2 separate regions of the Mus musculus genome follow, and region 1 is linked to region 2. Evidence: chromatin contacts called from public Hi-C data. All regions are on one chromosome and are shown on one strand. The core of a region is the stretch at or near the end of the contact, and the rest is flanking DNA. Distances in the headings are between cores, read along the strand shown.

Evidence for each region. A called contact is a pair of places that touch in the nucleus more often than the background predicts.
Region 1: a contact with region 2 is called in a Hi-C map of the C2C12 cell line, with 2.8 times the contacts expected there. The contact joins two enhancer-like sites.

The regions. Positions count from the first base shown.
Region 1 is chr10:17,033,911-17,040,295 of GRCm38.p6, forward strand. The region is part of intron 1 of Gm20125 (predicted gene, 20125); the gene reads right to left. Among named protein-coding and RNA genes, the nearest start is that of Gm20125, 59 kb to the right of the region's middle. Within about 2 kb of position 4,646, at least 26 of the 459 cell types and tissues checked have an H3K27ac peak or open chromatin away from gene starts, as enhancers often do. A contact at or near this core is called in the C2C12 cell line, where this site is marked.
Region 2 is chr10:16,542,352-16,549,323 of GRCm38.p6, forward strand. No RefSeq gene overlaps it. Among named protein-coding and RNA genes, the nearest start is that of Gm20125, 550 kb to the right of the region's middle. Within about 2 kb of position 3,335, at least 82 of the 459 cell types and tissues checked have an H3K27ac peak or open chromatin away from gene starts, as enhancers often do. A contact at or near this core is called in the C2C12 cell line, where this site is marked.

The DNA.
Region 1 (6,385 bases), core at 3,396-5,895, 490 kb after region 2:
CCCGGCTCTTCTTCTTTCCTTTTCTTCTTCTTCTATTAATTTTTAAGGAATTGAGAAGTTAAGAAGAGATCAGTCCTAATGATACATAGATAGATAGATAGATAGATAGATAGATAGATAGATAGATAGATAGATAGATAATAGATGATAGATAAATTAGACATGGAGAAAAAGAAGAGAGATAGAGATAGACAGAGATAGAGACACATCAGGGCCTCAGGTACCCTTTTGCTATTGAGTTCAACTTTGAGATTGCCGACTTGGGATGGACATGGAGTAGCCTGCTAAAACCTTACTTCCCACCTATATTTTACAATTCCTCAGAGAAATATCAGGCCATACATGTACTAATAGCTACATTTTTTCCATACTCGTAGTAATACTAAGATTCTATTAACATCCGTTCTCTTATGTTTTCCCAGTAAGACCCCATGAAATACATAATTCATTTCACCCTGCTGACCAGTGACCTAGTTAAAAACGAGGACAAATGTTTGGTTTTCTGTCCTTTGATGGCTTATCTTGTTTATCAGCTCTCATATGCCACTCTGATTAACTGCCAAATAATTATAATAATGGTAATAATAACAATAAAAATAATAAACTTTCAATCTGGTTGATAAACTATGTTCAATAATGGTGCTAGCTTCCTTCATTAGCTTTTATTCTACATGAAAAATGCTAAATAACACACTGACCTTTAAAAAGCAAGCCAAAGGATACATCAGGAAGTTCAGAGAGGCTCAGTTTCCGAAGCTATCTTTAGCCTCTAAATTCATTCTCGACCTAACATAGCTTATAATCACATTCATTTGTCCTTGCTTTGATAGTTGTAGCAGGCATGTGTCTTTTATAAGCTTCCTCAAATATTTTTGGAGCAAAGTGGGGTTATAAATCCAAGGGCAGTTTACTCATGCCCGAGTGCATTAAGAGTTAAAACACTGTAATTGCATCTTTACATGCAATGAATAAAGACGTAGCATGGAAGGAAGAAGGAATAATGAATGATGACAAAGGGTGGTTTTGAAGCTCAGATCTATTTTGGGGAACACAGAGATGAGCAGCTTGATCATCTGAACTTGCAAAGGGCAGAACATCAAGGTTATCATCTTCGCTGTTGGGAAAATGATTGCACAAGCTTTAGTAAGTGGCCCAGAGCAGGATCTGTGTTCAATGACTCATCTGAGAGGTGGCCCTTCCATTAGCTCCACAACTATAATAGTGAGACATCCATTTAATTCTGACTCACACTGTTAAATGCCATACACTGAATCACCAATCCTACTACATAAAGCGCCTGGCTTAAATGTCTCTATGAAATACTTATCCAGGCTGAAAAATATCCTCTGGGGCCTGAGAGGCACTAGACACTGTGGTTACAGCTAGTTGCCTTGGAAGTCACAAATGAGTTCAAGTTCACTGTCTTCCTGGATGCAAGATAAAGCCCAAATTGTCAGCACATTTTATATCCTTAGGGTGCTTTATGATCCTGCTTATACCTTTATTGTGTGTAATAAAATTTCTCAATAATCCTGTTTCTAGTAATTCTTACTTTTAAAAATATTTCTCTTGAGCTGAATGTTATCTTCCTATTTATGTTGTTTTCCAAAGGGGTGTTCTATATACAGGGGAAAAAAAGACATGCTACAAGGACCTTCAAATGAAATGTATTCACTAACTGTCCAGATGTTCACTTGGGTGTATGCATCATATAAATCTAAACTGATGAGAACAGTAATGGCCCAGCACAGTCTGTCTTACTTGGTGAACTCTGAGAGGAGAAAAATAAAAAATGTGCTGTTTTTGGAAGTTATGAATTTTAACAACTCAAGAAAAGAAAACACTTTTTGAATTTTATTGCTTTGATTTTGTGGACAATAAAGTTGACTTCCCACAGTGGTTTTCTTCCTATGTAACAGAAAACTTCATCTCTGCTTCAAAAATCAGATCCAAAGGTTTGCTCAATGATAAGGCTACGCTTGTAAAAAAAAATACCATAGCCCCAGAATACATTTAACAATATGACCACATGTTTTGTTACTTTTTTTTAATCCTCTAATAGATATATACGTCTTGGCATTTGCTCCCACACATCTCAAATGTGGGCAGATGGGAAAATCTCTGCTTCTTCCACATCCGAGATTTTACATAACATTATAGAAAACACCATGATGCACAGCTTCAGTTACTATGTGATGACAGATTAGCAAAATTAATCCAAACAAGGCACAGCCTCAACACGCCACAAAACTATTGAACCTGGGTTATCCAACTAGCTACTTATTCTGGTCAATAACTCTAAGTAGGAGTTCTCAGAGTTCATGCAGGAAGAGCAAATGGTGTTGACATTACACAGTGCTGGTCTTGTCTAACTTTTTGTTATTGTGACAGGAAATAGTCCTCTATAAAAGTGTTGGGTCACATTCATATATGTGTTAACTATGGCAGATGTGTGTTGAAGGCAACAGGTAGCACATTTCGTATGTAAAACATTTACCTTTCTTTATAGCACCTAAAGTGAAGAAACTCTGAAATCCTACACATACACTTGGAAGGACCTTAGATTTTTACCTTTGAAATATGTGTTGTCAACAAAGATATGGTACCTGGCCACCTTTCCCTGAAGCATAGCATTTTCTCTTTGTGAGTTTGAATGAGATGCTTGATCCTATACATTCAACTGCTTGAGTCATTTCTGCAGTAGGAGCCAAAGTTAATACCTGTTTGTTACCCACAATACACTAGTGCTAAGATATAGCTACCATATCCAAAATAGACGAATATTTCCAGAGATCATTATACATCATTAACAGCAACCACTAATTATTTCTACCTTCTGTTAATCACAAAACTTAGCTCTCTTGAGAGCATCAATGCATCCTGGTCTTATTCTCCTTGAGCATCTACAGTTATCATTTTTCCAACAGTTTTATAATTTTGGATATAAAAAGGAATAGCATCTATTAGAAAATTCCCTAGTGTGTATTTTTTTTTTAAACAAAGGCCTGAAAGAAAACTGGGACTATAGCCTTCTCTAGTCACAGTCTGTCCTGACCTATGTATTTGCCTTTGGCCACATCATACCCAGTTTTCTAAGGAACCTCTCTTAAGTTGTTCTTTTATAATTCTACTCCTCTCTGGCACCATCATGACTCTCTCAAACACAAGGCCAAATCAAGCATCTATTTCTTTCCTAACATTTCTACATTTCTTAATATGGTTCCCTCAGAAGACTGGTGAAAAGCAATTACTTCAACAGAACTAGAAACAGAGATTCTTCGTGGTACCGAAGAACAGCTTGGAATTTTCTTGGCTCAAGTGGGAGCATCAAGTTCAGCATTTGCAAGAATAAACATTCTTTTCCACAGAGTGCATTTGGTGTCATAACTTGGCTTAATTCAGGGAATTACCCAAATGAAAGGGCCACTCTGTGTTTTCATGCGCTGCCAAATTAGTACAATCATTTAAAATGTTAAATAAGAATTTTTGAAAGATTTCCTGGAACCACTGAAATAAATACCTTGAAAGGCTAGGGTTTATAATTTATCTTGTGGTGCTAATGCTAAGAATGTGGTTATAAACTGGCACAATAAAATTTTCCTGGATGAGGATTCACATCTTTGGGACAGTTTCAAAGGGGACTGCCCAAAGACAAAAAAAAAAAAAAAACATGAACAGCTAAGGCTATCCAGCTCAATTGCAGGGTGTGTTGGGGTCTCCTCATCTACTGCAGAAGCATTACATCCATCCGATCGTGGGATGCAAATCTCCTTTCCAGGACCACAGGCCAAAGAGCATCCTTATTACTTATAACTAAAGACCTCTTCAGGGGTTGCCCATCTCTGATGACATCAGGGCTCTTCTGAGTCTAAGTGAGCCTTCCTAGCAACTTCTCAAGTTCTTCACACTTCAACTTAGTAGACAGGTGAATAATTTGGGCATTTTATTTGAGTGCCCTCGTCTCCATGGCCCTTGAGTAGTATTTTGACTAGTTGATTCCCAGATTTGCTTTTCAAGAGCTTCCCACCATTTTCTTCTGACAAATCTTCTTATACAGTGATTTATTACTTAAGCAAAACTCACTAGTACTCATTCCTCATGGAGTAAGAAACTGGCCACCAAATGCTCAGGTTTACTTATGATGATAACAGACATGTTTATCATCTCGTGTTAACAGCTTCCTGTTTGCAAGGTAACATCCTGTTTACAATGAGGAAAGCTGCCAGTATGCCTATGACCTCACTCCCATGAGTAAGGCAGTGATTCAGTGAGTTTCTTGCAAATTTTTGAAGAAAATGTTTTGTCTCCCTCCCGTCAACTGGCCAACATCATCCTTTTTGGTCCAGAGATCCCTCTACATACCTCCAGGGGCAAAGCTAGGACCATTTGCAATCTGGCCCTATAAATATTTAATAAAGACGTTGAGAGGAGAATGCCTAGAGATCCATCTGGTAAACTGCTGGAGACAAACCAGACATTGTGAATTAACTACAGAATAAGCCCATTATGTTGTCAGGGTTCGATAGCGGGCCAGAGAGATGCAGCTGATCCCACGTTTCAAGTGGAGGAACACTCTTATGGGAGTGAAGCAGGCACACAAGTGGAGGAACACTCTTATGGGAGTGAAGCAGGCACACGCGGAAGAATATCAAGTCTGCAACCACATGAAGCTAATTCCTCATGCAAATCAGTTGATGAAAGTCGGAGCACTCTGAAACAACACAGCTAACTGCAAGAACCTGCAGTTTTTAGCTAAGCCTGAGTGCTCTAGGTCTGGTTCCAGTTGCTATCCCTCAGGATCCAAAAAAAAAAAAAAAAAAAAAAAAACGATGCCAGGAGAAACACAGAAAGTACAAACGTGACGAGCTTGTGTTCTTTGGTTGCCATTCAGCTCTGAACTTTGTAAAACTGAATTTCAAGATAATCGTAGAAGCCAAATACTCAACCACAAACCAAACCACTGACATGCTTTCTGTCATGTGATGAAAGATACTACTTGTGTTTCAGAGAACAGAAAGTTATCAGAAATTCTGAAAAATGACTAATGGTTCAGGAAAAGTAGATGTGCCCTGGCTAAAGCACACACAGCTCTATTGATATGGTGAGTGATGAGGAACAACTGACTTTAGAGCTTTCACAGTTTCTCTCTTATATCTCCTTCTGGAAAAATTAAAATAAATGAATAAACTTGTGAAAAGTGCAAAGTTCTGCACAACAGATAACACTCATTTCTCCCTTTCATGAGTTTCTTCTACCCATACTCACAAATGTGGGGAAGAAAATTTCTTCAACTCAGTTCCCATAGTTTCAAAGATTGTGTCCTCTATCCCTCCTACTTTGTACCTAGCCTGTGACCCCAACAACCCTGCCTTTTAGACATGAAAGGGCATCTATTCCAAGAACCCCTTTAAGGCAGTTTCCTTAAGGGTGAGATATTAGACAAAATAGTGTTTGACTCTGAGAAAATAAAGCCATGACTCAAAGGTCAGGATGCACTCAAATGCATAATCCCTGAAGAATTGTCCTCTCCTCCTATTCCCTAGCCTCAACTTCCAATGTACACAGACTCAGAGTCAGAAATATGCATACATCATACATGAACAAATACACGTATGTGAACATACAGTCCCACTGACATGAATAAAAGCTTCCTAGGGGCTTCAGGTAAAGACAGGGACTCTAGTTACCTCTGGTATATTTCAAAGCAGCAGATGCGTGTACCCAGAGTGTCATACTTTCTCTGCTTTTTTCATATAAGCCTAGCCAAAGAATCGCCAGTAAATAATATATTAGCATCTCCTCAAGACTAAACCCATCATTTTACTGTATTAAAATAGAACAGTAGCCCAGTGGGAAAGGAACAGAATAAGGATCCCTATATCAAGATCACCTGTGTTGCTGTTTGATCCCTTTGTACATTTAAACTTGCCTACCTGAAGATTTATTGTTTTTGTACTATAAAGAGAAACATTTGCATTATTATAAAATATTGCATAGTTGGGAGAAATAGCTTAGTAGATTAGAGCAAGACCTGAAACTACTTCCTAGCACACATGTCTGGCATCTCACAGCTCTCTGTAACTCCAGATCTAGGGAATCTGATGCCACATACTGGCACTCGAACACTGAGGCACACACTTAAATATAAATAAAAAGGAACATTCTAAAAATATTACACCTTTCAGTTATGGAAGAAATTTTAGAAAGCAAGTCCAGAAGATAAGAGCTGATCACATTGGCAGAATGAATTCCTGCACCTGACAGCACATTTTCATTTCCTGGGCACACAGGCATTTAAATAGAAGCACAACCTTAACACATTACAATTTCAGGTTTTTCCTAAGGACTTAATGGAATAACTAAGGTACAGGATCCAGGTTTTTGG
Region 2 (6,972 bases), core at 2,085-4,584:
TTCACTTCATGTTTTTTGAAATATAGAATGAAAAAATTAATTACAGGAAACAAAAAAATCGTAATAATAATTAAATAAAATTTAAATGAGCTCATTTTAATGTAACCAAGTTGGAAGAATATTTTGTCATATCACACTCTAAATTGATGCAATGTTAAAGCAACAAATAATGAAAGTAAAGCTGGGCGGTGGTGGCTCATGCCTTTAATCCCAGCACTCAGAAGGCAGAGGCAGGCAGAGTTCTGAATTCGAGGCTGGCCTTGTCTACAAAGTGAGTTCCAGAATAGACAGGGCTACACAGAGAAACCCTGTCTCAAAAAAAACAAAACAAAACAAAACAAAAGAATGAAAGTAAATTAACACTATAATGTTTAGAAAATATATTCGTGCATGCGTTCAGTTCTGACTTTCATCTTTTGAGAAAATAAACTCATCATTTTAATTAGATATCAGGATCAATTTTTTTTCTGCATGTTTACAAGAAGAAAAGGCTATGCTACTGAAAAATAACCAGCAAGGAATCTATCATTAAAATGTAATTTGCTAGCAGGAAGTAGGATATAATTTAATCCATAATAACTCAAGATAAGATAGCTATTTCCTATAATTTATACATATTTTAAGATCCTGTTTGACTATATAAGGCTTGACTACAACTTTGAATGCAGCACGTTATTTTGTTGTTCTTCATATGTAATTTTGGTCATCATAATTTGAAAATATACTACCCGAGTGTTACTTCAATTATAATAAATGTTAAAGTAGGCAGTCCCATTAATATATAAATTTATATTTTATTTTTTCTCCTCCTGATGCATTTTATAGATAGGAGTTTGAAAATAACATTCAATAAAAAGTTTAATTACATATGTGAATATAAACCATTTTAAGTAGTTTATTTATCTTAGGAAATTTCATGGTTTTAATTGTGTATTTTATCAAGATCAATGCATTATTAGGACATGGGGGGATGGCAGTAATGAGATCATTAAAAGAAGATTTCTGTCACTCCCATGAGCACCTATTTTCCATGTATCTGAGTTGAGAACTTATAATAAAGAATAAACATTTATTTATTGCTTTGTTCTTTATAAACATATAAATCTGCATATTTAGGAAAAAAATCTTCTCTAGTAGATTAAATAACCTCAATAATAGATCCATTCATTACAAAAATAGTAGTCTGAACTGTTTGATGAAAAAAATACATAGAAATATTGATTTAAGACAATAGCTATTGGTAGATGTCCAACACAAAACAAACTAAATGGCATTTTTTTGTCTTGAGGTTTTTTATCTTTAAATGCACTGGTCTATTGTCGTATGTGTTATAGCTTTTCGTCCAGGTATATGTTTTTCTGGGATTTTTGTGTGTTTAAATGAGTGTTTCTCTGCAGCTGGGTGTGTGACTTGAACTTTCTCTTTAGTTGTTTGTCTTTGAATTGTTTGTTTGTTTTTGTGATTGATTTGTCCTATTCTAGTATGCTTGCTTTTCTCTAAATTAGTCCTTAATTTTATAAAATAGGCTCCGTTGAATGCATATCTTAATACTTCCGATAAACCAGGCAGAATGAAAATGGTTGATCATTTTACTTCTCGGTGTAACAAAATGTATATGAATATGTTACAGTCATTGTCATTTAATAACTAAAAAACAAAACAAATCAAATCTCACCTCAAAGAGAAAAACAAAATGTTCTTTCTGAAAACAAATATGAATGGACCATGACCTGAGACAAAGAGAAAAAAAAAGATTCAGGTTACATACAAGTCTATTTTCTGTGTTGTAACAGCCTCTTGAGTTTTCTATAGTAATAACACGAATAAAGACTTAAACAACACACTTTAAAAAATGTAAAAAAGTGGGGGTTAAAGCAAAGTTGGAATATATTTGTTAAAAGTCCCAGGTGCTTTTGGAGGCATTCTTAGTCTTTGGGTTTGGAGAAGCTAGGATCCCAAACTATTTACCCAATAGTCACAAGAATTTTAGGTCATACCAAAGGTAAACCCTTGATCACTACTCAAAAAAACTAAAGAAAATACCCTAAGATAGTTTGTCTTAGGACCTGGAAATCTGCCAAGTCTCCACAATCAGTGAAGTTCTAATCGCTTAATCAGAATTATAGAATGTGAATGCTTTATTCTTTTTCTCTCTTTTTTGTTTTTTTCTGGAAACTTCAGTTAATACATTCAACATTCATTATGCAGCCTATTCTGAAAAGTGATTTATCCTAGAGAATAAGAAGCAGTTTAGTCTCAGACTAGCTGTAGCTCAGGGGCAGGCTGCCAGAAAATCAAAAGTCACTGACGCCATTTTGGTCATCATAGAGCAAAATTCACAGATTCCAGAACGCTGACTTTGAGGACGAAGTGTGATTTATAGGATTTCAGATGGAATGTTAGGAGAAGAAAAGCCAGAACCCCTGCAGAGAATGGGTGGGTCCTCAGAAATGGGACAGGGGCAAAGAATAATCTCAGAGTGTTTCATATAAATGACTTACTGTAGACCTAGGGTAGCATGGATTTTGGGATGCTCTGTTCCATCTGGTTGGCCACTAGGTATATGAGTGCCTTCAGCTCTGGGTATGTTATCACATGCTTTTTCTAGTCAGGGTTCTCTGGATTCTCTTTTAAGGCAAGGGAATTAACAAACACGACCACCCTTTTTATATCCCAGGCCTTTAGCAAGGACAGACTTGTCAAGAGGACCAGTGGTTTCTGGCTTCTAGCCAAGGATAAGGGTCAAAAGTCGAAACTGTTCTCCTTTAGTGTACCAACATAAAAACTAACCACCTTTCCAGTTTCTATATCTATTCTCATCACGATTCTCTACCAAGTATTTAATCTTCCTTAAGGACCGTTTGTAAAGCATTTATTATTACCAAGAAGGTCGCATAAGCAAGAAGTGCCTTATAGGTTGGTAGATGCTTTTAAAGACACAAACTGTTGGGGAAAGGATTTACATCTAGCTTGTCTAAGACTATTAGGACATACTGAGGATCCTTCCTGACTTGAGATATGTAAACAGAACTCCATAGTTCAGTGTTAACAGTGGGAATGCATGAATCCTCTCTTTGACACATGTTTGGGTTTTTAACCTAAATATAATAGACAACTATTTTTGAACTTCTAGAAACTATTTGTGGAGAAAGGTTCTGTTTGGTATTGCAAAGCCCCAGGCAACTGCAATTTACCAGGACTGCTCTCCCTGGCATCCTCAATTCCCTGAATAAGACACTGTGTGAAATTCCAACCTCATTAAGTCTGCTGTTTAGCTGCTCTCGCTGCAGCCTCAGAGAATCTGCTCTGGGTCAGCCTCCTGCTTGTGAAACCATTTAAGGCAAACAACATGCCTGAACCATGAGGTGTAATATAATACCAAAGTCAGACAGCCACATTCTTTACTACTTAAGTAAATTTCAACATTCTTTGCTGATCAAACTAAGTGCTTGTTCTGTTTTGATTTGGTGGAATCATTTAGAGAAAATGTTGTTTCTTCAAGATTATTATAAGGTATTTGGGGATATATAGTTTAGAGTAAAAAAATAGTTTGTATTTTTTTTAAAAATTACTAAACTTTACAATAGGATACAAATTAGATCTTGCATGATTCTACTAGGTAAAATGTTCAGCTGAATTCTGTAAAGAAAATTGTTTGAAGACTGAGCAAATTAATCAAAATATTTTTTTCTACATTCTGACTTCAGAGGAGATGACTTATACTAGAAATAGACTCTAAAAGAGCCTAGGAAGAATTGAAATGTGTTTCTGAGGAATGAGTGTGTGTGTGTGTGTGTGTGTGTGTGTGTGTTGGGCCATCTTAAGTTAAGAACAAGATGGAAAATATGTCTCCTGGAATTGAGACCATATTCTCATTTCATATAATTTGACAGTTTTTGTATGGCAGGAATCACTATTTTTTTCTCCTACCTCAGTGACAGTCTTAAAACCCTCACTGACCTAGATGGGAAAGATTTTATGGCCCATTACCAAAGCCTTCAGTCATCCCACTAGGGCTTGTGACCAAACTGCTTTTTCAATACCAAAAATAGACTCTGTAGCTAAAAGGTTTGAGATATACCTGATGAAGGTAGTGATAAGGGTCAGTGTGATATGACTTGGCGGATTCTCTGCAAGGATCTGCAAAATATGCTATAACTGCATTTATGTCAATGAAGCATTCTTAAGCTCAAAGAGTAGTTAATTTAACATCTATTAGCATGTGAAAGAAAATGGTGAATTCTTAGAAAATATGTCTAAAGCTATTTAAAGTTTGTGGGTTTTCAAAAAATCAATTATTTCCAACATTTGAGAATTTTTCTAGTGTAACTAAAGTGAAAGACATTCATGGTTTTGTTATATATGTTAACACATAAAAATCATGCCAAATGAATAAGAAATTTTAAAAAGAAGCAAATAAATCCAGGGTTCCCTCTCTCTCTCTCTCTCTCTCACCCACCCACACACACCTACACACACATACACACACACATGCACATCCCAATATTTTGGCGTGTGTCATTAAAAATTATCAAAATGTATTTCTAAAAACAGGATGTGTTTGTATATAAAATGAGAGAAGGATGATTTTCTAATATGAACACGATTTGCTTTTTGTCTTTGTTATGTTTATATTTTAAAATATCCGTTTAAGGAAACAATAATAATAGGTATAAAACTCTATAAATTTTGTAAAGATAAACTTTAGTTGTTGACTTGGCTAGATGAACTAGCTAGAAACTGTTGAAATATTACCTTGGGTGTATCATCTGCAAGAGTGTCAAGACAGTGTTGTGTGAAGACCACCACTCAACACATACAGTCAATATCTGGCCAGCTAGGGAACTGGGAATGGTAAAGAAATGCAGGAGTCATACACAATAATTCTTTGCTCTCATGCATAATTCATAGACTTCCTCCTTTTGTTCTTGGACACTAGAACTGTCTGCTTTCTGAAGGGTGAGAATCTAGGATGTGCTTCAGTGAGGTTCTAGGTTGTCGTCAGTCTGCAACTTTAAACTGAGAATTTATTGGTTCTACTTATATGTTCCTCTGGCCTTAGTGGTCAGACTTCCACTAAGTTACACTTCTAGCACCCCATGTTCTGCAGCTAATAAGACATATATGGTACGATTTCAGAGCCATCATAATAATGAAAGATAATCCAACTACAATATTCCTTCTTGTATGTGTGTCCACTCTCTGTCAAGGGCGCATGGTCTAATATAATATCACATGATCTCCAAACAATTTTCAATAACTGAGTTACGATAGATATTAATGGACCACAGAATGTATAGGAGAAGAAAAGCTTCAAATAATAAATTTATAAAAGGTTATCAATTATTAAAACATTTTAGAAAATATTTTCTAGGGGAATAATGAATGACATAAAAGTTTACACAAAGACACACACATACACAATGTAATGTTTGTTCTTTAGTGAAATTATGAAGACTAGTTTCCAAATGTCTAATTTTTAAAAAGACAAAGAAGAAAATATTTAGATATTTAGTATTTCTTTTCTCTTACTGTTATAACCAGATAGAGTATAGCCATTGAATGATCACTGGTAAAATTATTCATTTATTTAGTTTTTACTTTTTCATGATGCTTACTTAAAACATAAGCTCATGGTTGAGTTTAGATTTCATAAATTAAAATGATCATTTGTATGATCAATCATCATACAAATGAATAAGATCAGTATAATTCCATTGTGTATAATGGTTGTAAAGAAAATAAATGAACCCACTTTACATAAAAGAAACAGTACATAACAATCTGAAGGATGTTTCTAAGGAAATAAAATTGGAAACACTTAATAAATTGTCATATGGCCATGTGAGCACTTCTTATTATAAAATGGAAATGAGGGATGTGGTTTCTACGGTCAATGTTTATTTCTGGTGTCATGTCCATAATATCAAGTAAACATCAGGACAAAATGGCAACTAACAGATTGGAAAAAGATCTTTACCAACCTGACATCTGATAGATGGCTAATATCCAATATATACAAAGAACTCAAGAAGTTAGACGGGAAAGAATCAAGTAACCCTATTTAAAAATTATACAGAGCTAAACAAAGAATTCTCAACTGAGGAATATTGAATGGCCGAGAAGCACCTAAAGAAATGTTCAACATCCTTAGTCATCAGGGAAATGCAAATCAAAACAACCCTGAGATTCCACCTCACACCAGTCAGAATGGCTAAGATCAAAAACTCAGGTGACAGCAGATGCTGTTGAGGATGTGGAGAAAGAGGAACACTCCTAGACTGCTGGTGGGATTGCAAGCTTGTACCACCACTCTGGAAATCAGTCTGGCAGTTTTTCAGAAAATGTAATACCTGAGTACCCAGCTATACCACTCCTGCACATATACCCAAAAGATGTTCCAATATATAACAAGGACACATGCTTCACTATGTTTATATCAGCATTATATATAATAGCCAGAAGCTGGAAAGAACCCAGATGTCCTTCAACAAAGGAATAGATACAGAAAATGTGGTACTTTTACACAACGGAGTACTACTCAGCTATTAAAAACAATGACTTCATAAAATTCTTAGGCATATGAATGGAATTAGAAAATATCATCCTGAATGAGGTAACCCAGTCATAACGAAGGAGAGGCCCTTGATCCTGGGATGGCTCTATGCCCCAGTGTAGGGGAATACCAGAGCAGGGAGTCAGGATTGGATGGGTGGGTGGGAGAGCACCATCATAGAAGCAGGGAAAGGGAGGATGGGATAGGGGATTTACGAAGGGGAGACCAGGAAAGGAGATGTATTAGTTAGTGTTTACTACTGTGAACAGACACCATGACCAAGGCAAGTCTTATAAAAAACAACATTTAATCGGGACTGGCTTACAGGTTCAGAGGTTCAGTCCATTATCGTTAAGGTGAGAGTATGGCAGCATCCAGGCAGGCATGGCACAGGCAAAAGCTGAGAGTTCTATGTC